Linked DNA regions of Mus musculus: region 2 is linked to region 1. A link is a contact called in public promoter capture Hi-C data. All regions are on one chromosome and are shown on one strand. Each heading gives the region's core, a stretch centred on a gene start, on an enhancer-like site or on the middle of the called end of the contact. The rest is flanking DNA. Distances are from core to core; before and after follow the strand shown.

Region 1 (5,823 bases), core at 534-3,033:
AAAAAGAAACCAGAAATGACATATTTAGGATTCAATGTCGAATCTTTTTGATGCCTAAGCCAGGGCTGGGCTGTGGCAGGCATGAGGGCATTAGCCTGGCATCGTAAGGCCTTCAGTTTCATGGCCAGCACCTTTTAGAAGCAAAACCACCCAATACGCCGTGCTACATCCCGTGCTCACACTTCATCTGCAGGACTCTACAGACAAGCCAGAGCTTACACTGCGCACTCCCAAGGGCAGGCTTCGTGCTCACCTTAAAACCCAGCACATTTAGGCTCATCACATCTCCGTGTTGGAAGTGGCCCAGAAAATCCCAACTCTGTCTCCCTAACAAAGGAGAACGGCTCATTATCGGCCCCTGTTCACAACTCCTGGCAAAGGAGAACACAGAAAGCGATTCCTGACAGCAGGAGGCCTTATCAAAGCTGTAAACGACTGATCTAAGACAGGGGCGGAGTTGGAGGCTGGCTCTCCCGTCCTCCTGGTCAAGTGATCCTGGGGAGGATTATTAAGCAGAGGATCTAAGCTTTCTTATTTCAAAGATGAAAACCATGTCACACGAAAAGGGCTAAAGAAAGGGATGATCCTATTAGACCTATATAATCAGTAGAGTATACCCTATAGGCTCCACATTAATCAGATCAGACTTAATTATAGGCACGATATTAACTTTTTATATTGTCATATAAAATGTTATAGTGTGTGTGTGTGTGGCACCCTGTGTCCCAGCCATAATGCTGTAAGAAAGATAATCAGCCCAGATCAAACATTGGAAACTGGAAGGGTCAGTTTCAACTCAGGTGTTCTGATCCTAAACCTAGAGCATCCCAGTCTACCCCCATGGCTTTGCAAGTTATATTAGAGGTTCAGAGAATATAGCCTAGAGACAGAAGGCAGCAGGAGATGATGAAGTGGCCCTGATGTCAATTTAAACTTCTTACCCACTGGCTTAGCTCACACCTGGGTTGAGGGCAAAGTCAAGACTCAGGGAAGACAAATGGCCAGCTCTTCATGAGTGGAGAAAAGACGAGGCCATCCAGCCCACAGCCTGGGGCCTGCCTGGTCTCACTGTTCTAAGATGTCTCCTGCTCTGAATTAGGAATGTGGGCTGAGAATCCAGGTGAGGATGGTTTGTGTGGGTGTGGTTGATAGAGATCAGCTGCTGCGGTGGCTGAGGCTAGCGGCCTGTTCAGCAACGCCAGGCCACGGGGGAACAGCTACTGCCCAGCTGCCTTCTTGAGAGACAGAGTGTGTGAAGAGGAAGACAGGTATCAATAGTTAGAGAACAGAGGCAGCCATCGGGAGAGGGGAGGGAGCCAGAAAGAAGCAAGGAGGCCCCTGAGTGAGCTAGGAGAGCTCTCCCCACAGTGGAGGTAGGACCCAGAAACAGGGCCTTTGCCTTCTCTGGGGCTTTGGCCTCTTGGTAGCTTTCCGGGTAGGAGTTGTAGTGTCTTGCTCTCAGGACAGCCTGAGTGTGGAAGATGGCTGGTGATTAGCCCCTACCTTGACCCTGGGCTAGGGACAGTGAGGTTCCTACTGGAATTGGGGATTGGTTGGGTGTGACCCAGTCTTCTGTTTATTAGATAGAACTGGAGAGGCCGAGGCACCCCCTCCCCACCTTTCTCTACTACCCTTCCCATTGTTAGGCTGGGGTGGGGGCGGGGCTTGATTTTACTGAGGCCTCTTGAGCATTTCAAGCTTAGGACCCTGCCAGCTGGCCGGGAGCAGGACAGAGGTCACTTGAACTCAGACCACACGTCCCTGTTAAATACATCAGCTTTTAAATCAATCTTTGTCCAAAGTCCAGTGAGTTCCAAGACTAGTAGTGTTCACAGCGGGGAGAATTTCCAGTGCGGAGCGGATCCTTCGCCACAGGTAAGAAGAGCGGTCTGCGACCTGCTGCCTGGGCTGGGGCCACTTATCCCTTCTCTTTTTGCTGGCAAGTGGCTGTGGGGGGGTTGAGGCCTCTGTGGTGGCAGGAGCACAGGTTAAGTGGGGGTGAGGATGGCCTTCCAGGGGTGTCACAGTTCTTTTTACTGGAGATGTGCAGGCTCTACTTCATGAAGGCATTGGTGGGCTGCTCGCTTCCCAGGGGTGTCGTATATATACGATGGGGTGGAAGAGGTGGGGGTGCTGTATGGAGATGCACAGCCAAGGGACAGAGACCACAGAAGTCCCAGGCCACGGGGAATTTTCTTCTGAGACTTTACTATCCAAGCATTTAGGGTATAAGGGAAGACTCTTCCAAAGGCAGCCAGCCCTTAAAACATACAGCCGAATCTAACTTCTACCGGTGCCTCTTCTGTTTCCCAAGACAGTGTTAGCCACGAGGAAAGCCACGGATTGCTGGGTTGACTGGGTGCAAATTCAAGTCTTCTAGTCTCCCTTTGGGAGAATCTCTCAATCTCTATCTTGTGTGAACCTGAAATGCCTTGAATTCTCCCAGATGCTTCTGTGTGTAGGCAAGCTTGGAAGGAACTCATTTCTCGTCATTGGGGCCTTTCCCTAAGGGTCCATCGGTTCTGGAGACTCCTGGGCTGGGTATGAAGACTCTCAGGTGGCCTTGGTGTAGAAGGCACCATCCTGTATCCGTAAGTCACAGGGCCCTTGCTGCCTCAGGTCACCATTGTCTAGTCACATAGAACCACAAGTTCTTTCATGTACAGACAACTCAGGGACGTTGAAGCTGTGGGTTATGGCCAAGCAAATTGTTCTCATCTTTGACTCTGGTAAGGTCTCTGCATATGGACTTGTTGATACTATCTTGTGTTCCTAGGCAGCTAGGGAGAGGGTACAGGTCTGGGAAACCAATGCCTAAGGAAGGTCTTGGTTCACTTATTAGATCTATGCCTCATCTCAATTTTGTTATACGTTGAAGGAAAGCCAAACACCATTTCCCAAAGGTTGTTCTAGAAATAGAATTATACATGTGAGTGTGTTTGAGGAGACTGAAAGTACAAATCTAAGCTGCTCACTCTTCAAATGATTAAATCCAAATGTGGCCTAGGGTAGCGGGAGGTGGCACCCATACATTTAGGAGACCCTGTGCTAGTCTTTTGGTGTCACTGAGCCTTTATTTTCTCACCAGCAACTAAAAGGAGTTGAGACATGATGTTCACTAAGGGCCTTCCATGTATAAGGTGGGTCTGTGCTTTGAAGGGTGTGCCCCTTGCGATTTGAGGACGAATTCGAATGTTTCCATCTGAGGAGGATTTCCTAGGTGGAGCCTCCCTCCATCTTGTCATGATGTCATAGCACTCCATAGCATCTGTCATCAGAAATCTTTGTCTTCTTTCCGTGTGTTAAGTTTCAAGAGTGTAGGGTTCTTGCCTCTGTTACTTGTTGTGTTCCCAAGTTTTTTAGGACAGATCCTGGTTCAAAATAGATGCTTAGATGTTTGGGGGGCGGGGGGAAGGAAGTTGGTGTGGAGGGAAAGGAGCTGGAACTCCTTGGGAGAGGAGGCTGAGGCACTTGGAATCTCTGTCAGGTTGTCTGAATGTGGAAACGGACCTCTCTGCTCACATCTTGGTTAAATGCTCTCATATTTCTGCATAGAAGATGGGTGAGAATAGTAAGATGGAGATAGACAGCCTCCCCTCAAGCCTCAGCAGCCCCTTCCCTTGGTTCCTCAGGAGACACCACCCAGCTCAACGCAATCTCCTTGCCTGGTAGGCACCCTGGATGAGCGGTTAAGAGCACTGGAAGCCTGTGATACTCTCTAAGTCCCTGTTTTTTCCTCACCTGAGTATGGTGGGACCTAGTTCTTGCTGTTGGGAAAGTTAAATGCTCCCACGTCTTAAAGGCTACGTCACAATGGTCTTTAGTTCCTTTGTGTGATGTATGGGATTCCAGAGAACTCGGGGATGCCTGGCAGAGGCCAGAGCTTTGCAATAGGAACGATGACACCTTGCCTACCTGATCGCTGCTGAAGATTGGCTCTAGGCTTGAATCATCTGCCGCCTGAACCTGGCTAGCAACAGATACTGTATTTGTGAAGCTGGGTGGAACCATGGGAACACAAAAGTAAAACGAGAAAGCAACAAAACCCCAAACAAACAAAAGACTCGAAAACCAAACCCGGAAGAGCTCATGGAATTCCCATCAGCTGTACAGACTGTGTGCATAGTGTGAAAATACCACAAGGAACTTTAGTGCCTCCTCGGCAGGCAGCTTATCTTGATGGGGACACTGATACAAACAACAAATGCCATCTGTAATCTTCAGGACTGAGTCCAAGGTGCTTTGTTGTCTAACCTGACCTGTTTCCTTTCTTTCATCCTGTATATGCATTGAGGTGATTCTGTCACACGAAGATATGTGTGCTCTTCTGCCCGGCGACGTCTTCCTCTTCCCATGCTACCTACATGATCCCCTCGAGGCTGGGGAGTAGAAGGACCCAGGCCTCACATTGGAATCTAGGCTCTGCATATCTGGCCAGGTGAAACCAACTTAGCCTTCTAGAACCTGTTTCCCCCACGTGAAATGCCTCACTAGTTTTTAATTCAGTATTCATAAATAGTATGTAGCCTAGAAAGGACTCAATGTGTAATTTAACAACAGCCCATTTAAACTATCCTAGCAGTGATTATCAGTACTAGTACAGTGTAACTCTCCTCTAGTGGATTTTGGGCTCTCTGAAGGCAAGGCATTGTTTTGCCTAATCTGGGTTGAGCCTGACACCTGCCTCATTGTAGGTGCTAAATATACCTCAGTGAACATAAGAAGGACGCTGAAAGATGGAGTGATAGGATCCCTACAGAGTGGGCTGGTCGTGCAAGGGTTTGAACCTTGGCTGGGTCCTGGGGAGGTTTCGAATGCATTCATATGGAAAACTTGTTTACTTAGTACCCTCTATGAATACCCAGTCAGCATCTGGGAAGGCAGAGCATGTGGCCTGTGCAAAGGGCAGGCGGGGGTGGGGGGGTGGGGGTGGGGGCTCATGCAGAGCACAGCACAGAGCACAGAGGAGCAGCAGAGGGTACCGAGGCAAACAGAACTTGGGGCTTCTGCAAGAGCAGTAAGTGCTCTATGCCTGAGCAGGAATTCATGCTCTTGTTGTTTGATGGGTGTTTTAGAGGCTGAGCAGTGAGAAAGCTGGCTGGGAAGTTTATCTAGAGGCAGGAGGACACTGCTAACAGACCACACACATGAAAAATGGAGGTGGGTAGAAATGCAAGTTCAGGGACTGGGTAGAGTACTGAGCCAGCCTTCACAAGCCCATAGGCCTGATCCCCTGGGCTCCATCGCTAGCGCCACAGAAACCAGGTGGTACATCCTGTGGGTTCTACTCGGGAGGTAGAAGCAAGAGAATCTCAAGTCAAAGGTAAGCTTTAAGCTTGGCCTACATGATTTTTTTCATGTTGTTGTTGTTGTTTTAGTGCATATGGGTGCTTTATCTATATATAGATAAATATCTTCATATATGCCTGCATGCCAGAAGAGAGCATCAGATTCCATTGCAGATGGTTGTGAACCACCATGTGGTTGCTGGGAATTGAACTCAGATCCTCTGGAAGAGCAGCCAGTGTGCTTAGCTACACAAAAGCCTGGGCTACACAAAATTCTGCATTAGAAAAAAAGAAAAAAGAAAAAAAAAGAACAGCAATATAAAACAAGGTGCTGATTTTGGAGGAACCCTTCATGGGGGCTTAGCTGTTTCGGGTACCAGTCCCATCAACAGTGCAAAGAAGTCCTCTCTCAACAAGTGTCTCCATTTTCTCAGTTTTTTACTCCATCTCTCTCACAGCTCCTGAAACTCTTAGGCAAGCAAAGTGTGGAGGGCATTGAACTCTCAGAGCAGAGTCCACCATATAGTATAAAATA
Region 2 (5,991 bases), core at 697-3,196, 230 kb after region 1:
TTTCTAATTTTTCAGTTGGAAGTGGGGGGGGATATAAAAGAAGTGAGTCTCCCCTTCCTACTTTACCCCAGAATATTCTCAAAAATTTAGTTAAGTTAAAAATCACAAATCCACACCCACTTATTGGGGCACTATCTTAATATTTATATCAGACTATAGGTATTTAAAACACGTATTTACTTTTTTGTGTTCATGCATGCGTGTGTGTGTGTGTGTGTGTGTGAGAGAGAGAGAGAGAGAGAGAGAGAAAGAGAGAGAGAGAGAGAGACGGAGAGAGAGAAAAAGAGAGAGACAGAGACAGAGACAAAGAGTATGTGCATGTGTCTGTGTGTGTGTCTGTGTGTTTGTGTGTGTGTCTGTGTCTGTGTTTGTGTGTGCCCACAAGATGGTGAAAGAAAGTCTCGGTGCCAGTGTGTGTGTGTGTGTGTGTGTGTGTGTGTGTGTGTGTGTGTAGTCTGATGACAACTTGTGAGAATCGGCTGCCTACAGTCCTCTCCTTTCACGTGCATCTTGGGGATAGAACTCAGGCTTCAAGGTGAGGACTTTTACAGGCTGAGCCATGCATCAGCTTTTTGCCTGGAGTGGTTTCTGGCAGTGGAAAGTGGCCAAGGTCATGGTGGCTTTTCTCTCCCCTCTGGCTCTGGCAGGAGGGCTAAGAGTGTGGAGGTGTTGAGCTCAGGACGGCCAGGGCACTTGAGCGGTGAGAGAGAGAGAAAGGTGCCCTCTGACAGCTGGTCTGGGACCTGTCAGGGTGTAGAGAGAATGGCTCTGTGTGGCAGCTAAGCTTTCAAAGGGAAACACCTCTGGCTTTTCAAACACGGCCTCTTCTGTTTCCTCTCCCTGGCACCTACTTAGACCCTGCCAATCTGTCCCTCTTGCTTCCAACACTCTCCATCCACGCGCCAGCTTTCCTTTCCCACCCAGCTGGGCAGCTGAGGTAAATACCTGTGACTCACCAAGTGAACCCTGGAAAGTCAGCACACCTGACATTTCTTACTGTCACCCTCTCTCTCTCACCCAGGGGCCATCGGCTTCTGGAACTGGGAGGGACTACAGCAATAAAAATGAAACTCTTATTTTCCAGAAAAGAGCAAACCTTTTGGAACTCTGGTGCTGAGCAGTCATCTGATGCTGAGAAGTCCACTGACTTCTGGGAGCACTGCCTTGTGGTTGTCCAGCTTCTGAGCATTTCTACCCACCAACGTAGCAGGGTACTTAGGCTTAGTTGTCCTGGCTTCACAGCAGCAGGGTGCTTAGGCTTAGTTGTCCTGGCTTCACAGCAGCAGGGTGCTTAGGCTTAGTTGTCCTGGCTTCATAGCAGCAGAGTGCTTACTTAGGCTTAGTTGTCCTGGCTTCACATCAGCAGGGTGCTTAGGTTTAGTTGTCCTGGTTTCACAGCAGCAGGGTGCTTAGGCTTGGTTGTCTTGACTTCGCAGACTTGGTGGCAGAGTCCAACTTTGGTCTTTATGTGACTTCTTAGAGTTCTTGTCTCTTTGTTTGGAAGACAGAGGAGCAGTATCTAACTCCTCTAGAGAAGACATCTATGCCACCCTGGCCCCATAACTCCATGGTGGCCTAACAGTCCAGCCACTCATGTTTCCCTGATTATCTGCAGATAGCTTTTTTTTTTAAGATTTATTTATTATTATACATAGTACACTGTAGCTGCTTTCTGACCCACCAGTATAGGGCATCAGATCTCATTATGGGTGTTTGTGAGCCACCATGTGGTTGCTGGGATTTGAACTCAGGACCTTCTGAAGAGCAATCAGTGAGCCATCTCACCAGCCCTGCAGACAGCTTTTAAAAGATGCCTCCTAGTTGTTTGTTTGTTTGTTTTTTATCTTATTTTAATTTTTAGTTAACAGTTTTTCCTCAGTTGAGACCTTTGCTCCTGGAGTTTCCACCCAGCACGAGCTGCCCAAAGTGTCCCAGTTGCGTTAGACTTGGCAGCAGAGCTGCAATCAGAAACCCTGCTACTGCCCAGGCCAGGCACCCTGGGATACGTGCTGCAGGGACGAAATGACAGCCGGGTAAACTGCTGTTACCGTTATTCCCCTTTCAGAAGTTGAGACAACAAAGTGTGTTTTCTAAAGCCTCAAAGTTAGTTGGGGGTTGGGGCAGAGGTGGTTAGACTCTCATGTCTCTTTCTAGTCTGTTGTTTTGACCTATGGTGGGTCCAGCTTTAATGAGGTCCCTTCTGCTTTGTCTACCTTAGACAGTCAGAGAGGGAGGGATTTGATATGAATGTAAGCACTGGCCTGCTATAAGTTGTCCCCGTCTCCCTACAGACATCTTAATATGTTAAAGAAACAGGCACAGAAGAGCTCTGACTGGCAAGTGTTCTGAGGACACAAGCTTGATCCTTTAGTTCTGTATAAGGTTCTGCATCAAAACCACAAACATAATCTGCCTCCTGTGAGCCTGTCCTGTAGAGATGGATGATAGCCCAAAGCACGGGTTGCCCGCGTGGGAGTCTCCTGGGGAACTATTCCTAGAGTGGAATACAGAAACGGTACCTAAGAGTCATCAAGGAAGAAGAGACACTGAGATAATACTCAGACACAATCTTTTGCGATGAGTTCAGAGCTTTGTGTCTGTCTATATTCTTAGAGCCTAAAGCTTGAGAAAATATCAAACAGAGCATGTGTTTGGGTGCTGCACTGAAACACAAGAACACTTGTGCAATGAAGTCATAATGGTCCAGGGGTACATGTGGTGTAGTGGCTAAGCCCGCATAAAAATCAGCTCAAACTAAACCAAAGACCTTACCTGTAAGGCTGAAAAATTTTGAAACTTCCAGGGGAAAACATAGGTAAAAATACTACAAGATATGAACGTACTCAAAGACTATCTGGAAAGTGTTTCAGGAACACAGGAAATAAAACCAAGAGCTGACACATGAGATTGCATGGAATTAAAAATTCCTGCATAAGAGAGAAAACATCTTCAGAATGAAAACACAACTTATAGAGGGAGATGACATCTTTGCCAGCAACAAAACCAAGGGATTTGTATGCAGACTATATTAAGAGATCAAAAAAAAATAACATAACCATTAAATCCAATCAATAAATGGCCAATCTTAGTTTTCCACTGGACTGCATTTGGAATATACTAAAATCCAAGCTTCCAAGCACTCCTGTGAGGGATTTTCTTAATAAAATTATTAGAAGCACAAAAACCCACCCTAAATCTGGGCCTTACCTTCTGGTGGCACACACAGAAGGACATGGAGGAAGGAGGCTTTGTTTTTACCTGATGCCCACAAGCTCACTGGCGAATTTGTCTATCCTGTTACCTCAGCCAACATTAAATCCGACTTCTTCAAGCTTCCAAGGTAGACTGAAGTAAGCTTAGATTTTTAAAAACCTACTTTTAATAAGGGTTCTCGAATGCTTTGATACCCCTTTTAGCCCACTGTCCAAAGGTAGGGGAGACAAGATATATGTGGACCTGTTTAAAAGTAGTTCTTTGGGGAGACTCTAATCTCCATTTGTCAGGATACCAGCAGTCCAGTTTAGTAGTGTGAGGATAAAAAACACGAATCAGCGGCAGTGGGCAGTGGCACGATCCAGCAGAAACCACCAAATTGGCTGGATCTCACTTCAACCTGTGGGTATTCTGGTGGTCTTTGAGCAGCCTCCAGTACATTGGAAGAAACATATGAATAAGGAAGAAAAAAAGGAAGGGAAGAAGGAAGTCAAAGAGAAATTTGTGTGCTACTGACCATGAATCAGGCATTTATTAAGTCTGCATGTGATGTTCTTCACAGGATAGTGGACAGAGAAGGGGAGAAATCTATATACAAATGGACATCTACTCCAGTAACCAAGCTGTGTCCTCTGTGATAAAGAATCCAACACAATCGGCCTCCTGGGCGCGGGTTGAGAGTGGCACGATCCAGCAAAAACCACCAAACTCCGCCAAATTGGCACGAGTCAGCTGGAGGAACCAGGACCAGCCTGTGACGCCAGGAGAAGTTCTCTGCCATACTTCTCTCAACAAAGTGAAGATCAGCAAAGTCTTGCAAGGCTAGCTATGCAAGCGCGCCATCACTGTTCATTGAGTCCTAAACATACTCTTTCCACGCATCCAGGCTCACATGTCCTCCCATGGGTCTTGTCTCAGTAAAACATCGTGTGAGTCTGCATCACATGACACATTCAGAAACTTCCACTTCAGACTGAAGACCAGCAGTTCTCCAGGAGTCTTCCAGACTCCAGAACCAGACTGGGACTGAAGACACCCAACCCACGGACTAAACAACTATTAGAGTTTTGGCTTACCTATCATAAGACAGCCATTGTTGGAGTACTTGGACCACATCCTGCCAATCAGAAAATAAGACACACACACACACACACACACAGACACTCATGCACACTCACACACATTCATTTGCACATGCATGAACACACAATCAGTTTTGTTCTGTTAGAGAACTCTGACTAATATAGCTATCATCAAGGAAAAGAAAAATGCTCCAGAGGTCAGTGAGGACTTGGAGAGAGCTTTATGCATTGCTGGTGGGAATGTAAACTGCTGTACTCACCATGGGCATCAGTGCAATGCTTCCTCAAAATGCTAAAACAGAATTACTTTAGGATGCAGCTATCTAACAACAGAGAATACACACAAAGAAACCTAAGTCATCTCACTAAGATGATGCTGGATCATCCATGTTTATTATGACAACATTCACAACAGCCAGGCTATGGAATCAGCCTTGGTGTCCATTATCATTTCACATGACAAAGAATAAATGTGATACAAAGCACAGTGAAACTTAATTCAACCTTTAAGAAGAGTATAATTCTGTCATTTCTAGGGAAATGGACGGAGCTGGAGACCACTGTATAAAGTGAAGCAATCCAGACTCAGAAAGAACTATTACGTGTTTCCTCTTTATGTATAAGACATAAGAAGTAGGCAGGGGACAACTTGGGAAGGGAGCAGGGAGCCAGTGAGGGAGGGGCAGCGAGAGGAGAGTGTGATAGAGGTGATGCCAGGAAGGAATTGATCAAGCTGCTCTTTTAAGTTGTTCTGGGGGACTCATACTGAGTTTAACCATTCATTGAATTTTTTAAAACTGAGTATGTATCAGCATTTGTCTGCATGTCTGTCTGCACCACATTCATGCCTGGTGCCCATAGAGACCAGAAGAGGGCATTGGAACCTCTGGAATTGGCATTACAGATGGTCATTAGCTGCCATGTGGGTTCTGGGAATCGACCCGGGTTCTCTGGAAAAGCAGCTGATGCCCTTAACCATTCATCCACATCTTCAGCCCCAAAATTCAAAGGGGTCAAACCTGGTTATGTCTCTGACCCTGATGCCCTTCATGGTAACTGTCCCCACTCTGCCTCTGGTGGCTAAGCACTGCTATAGTGTCTAGACCTAATCAAATCCTATAAAGCCAAGTAGTCCATTTCAGTTGTAGCAGCTCCTACCCTTGGTCTCAACTTAAAAAAACCCTGGCAACAGACAGATCCAATGCCGTATGCAGACAGCAGCAGTGAGTGAACTGCTGTCACTGAACTGCTTAAAGGGCAGCCCTGGGGAACTATGGGAAAGGGAAATCCTTCCATTGTCAGAGCGTGGAGTGGACTTGTGAAATACATCTTATCTAGAAAGAGAATGCCCTGCAAAGCGGATTTAAACCGATCCATCAACAATGGCTGGTGGTTTGGATGGGGAAACTTGAAAGAATTAACTGACGAGTTTGTGGGGAAACAGTCTATGAATACTTGTAACGGGTCCAGGAGGAACAAATCCGTTTGTTCCATGAAAATGCTCTCTTAAGCATCCACAGTGTGGAAGTCTCTCTAACAGGGAACGAAGTGTCTTGTTCTGTGAGTTGTGGTCTTCTTCCTGGTCACCTGATATTTTCTCAGTGAGATTATGTGCATTTGAGATTAACACTTACAGGTTCACTGACATGGACATCCTTATACTCATGTTGACCTGGCCACATCTCTGCTGAGAACT

What was found. Promoter capture Hi-C pulls out the DNA fragments that hold promoters and counts their contacts.
Region 2: a promoter capture Hi-C map of liver shows a contact between it and region 1, with 1.9 times the contacts expected there. The contact joins the enhancer-like site here to the promoter of Pdzk1 in region 1. A contact is called at or near these places in 4 of 39 promoter capture datasets (embryonic stem cells, liver and trophoblast stem cells), 6 of 484 Hi-C or Micro-C datasets (the G1E-ER4 cell line, embryonic stem cells, liver and 1 more), 3 of 115 datasets of contacts at active chromatin or transcription factors (T-cell acute lymphoblastic leukemia, embryonic stem cells and memory CD8 T cells) and 1 of 9 other capture datasets (embryonic stem cells).

What each region holds. Positions count from the first base shown.
Region 1 is chr3:96,828,282-96,834,104 of GRCm38.p6, forward strand. Pdzk1 (PDZ domain containing 1) reads left to right here and starts at 1,784. Exons shown (of 9, transcript NM_021517.3): 1 at 1,784-1,875. 4930442L01Rik (RIKEN cDNA 4930442L01 gene) reads right to left here and starts at 3,789. Exons shown (of 2, transcript NR_015596.1): 1 at 3,742-3,789; 2 at 1,545-3,547. It also overlaps a transcript of Cd160 not described here.
Region 2 is chr3:97,062,290-97,068,280 of GRCm38.p6, forward strand. All of the region lies in intron 1 of 4930573H18Rik (RIKEN cDNA 4930573H18 gene), which reads right to left. Among named protein-coding and RNA genes, the nearest start is that of Gm31120, 8.9 kb to the right of the region's middle. Within about 2 kb of position 1,947, at least 12 of the 459 cell types and tissues checked have an H3K27ac peak or open chromatin away from gene starts, as enhancers often do. A contact at or near this core is called in liver, where this site is marked.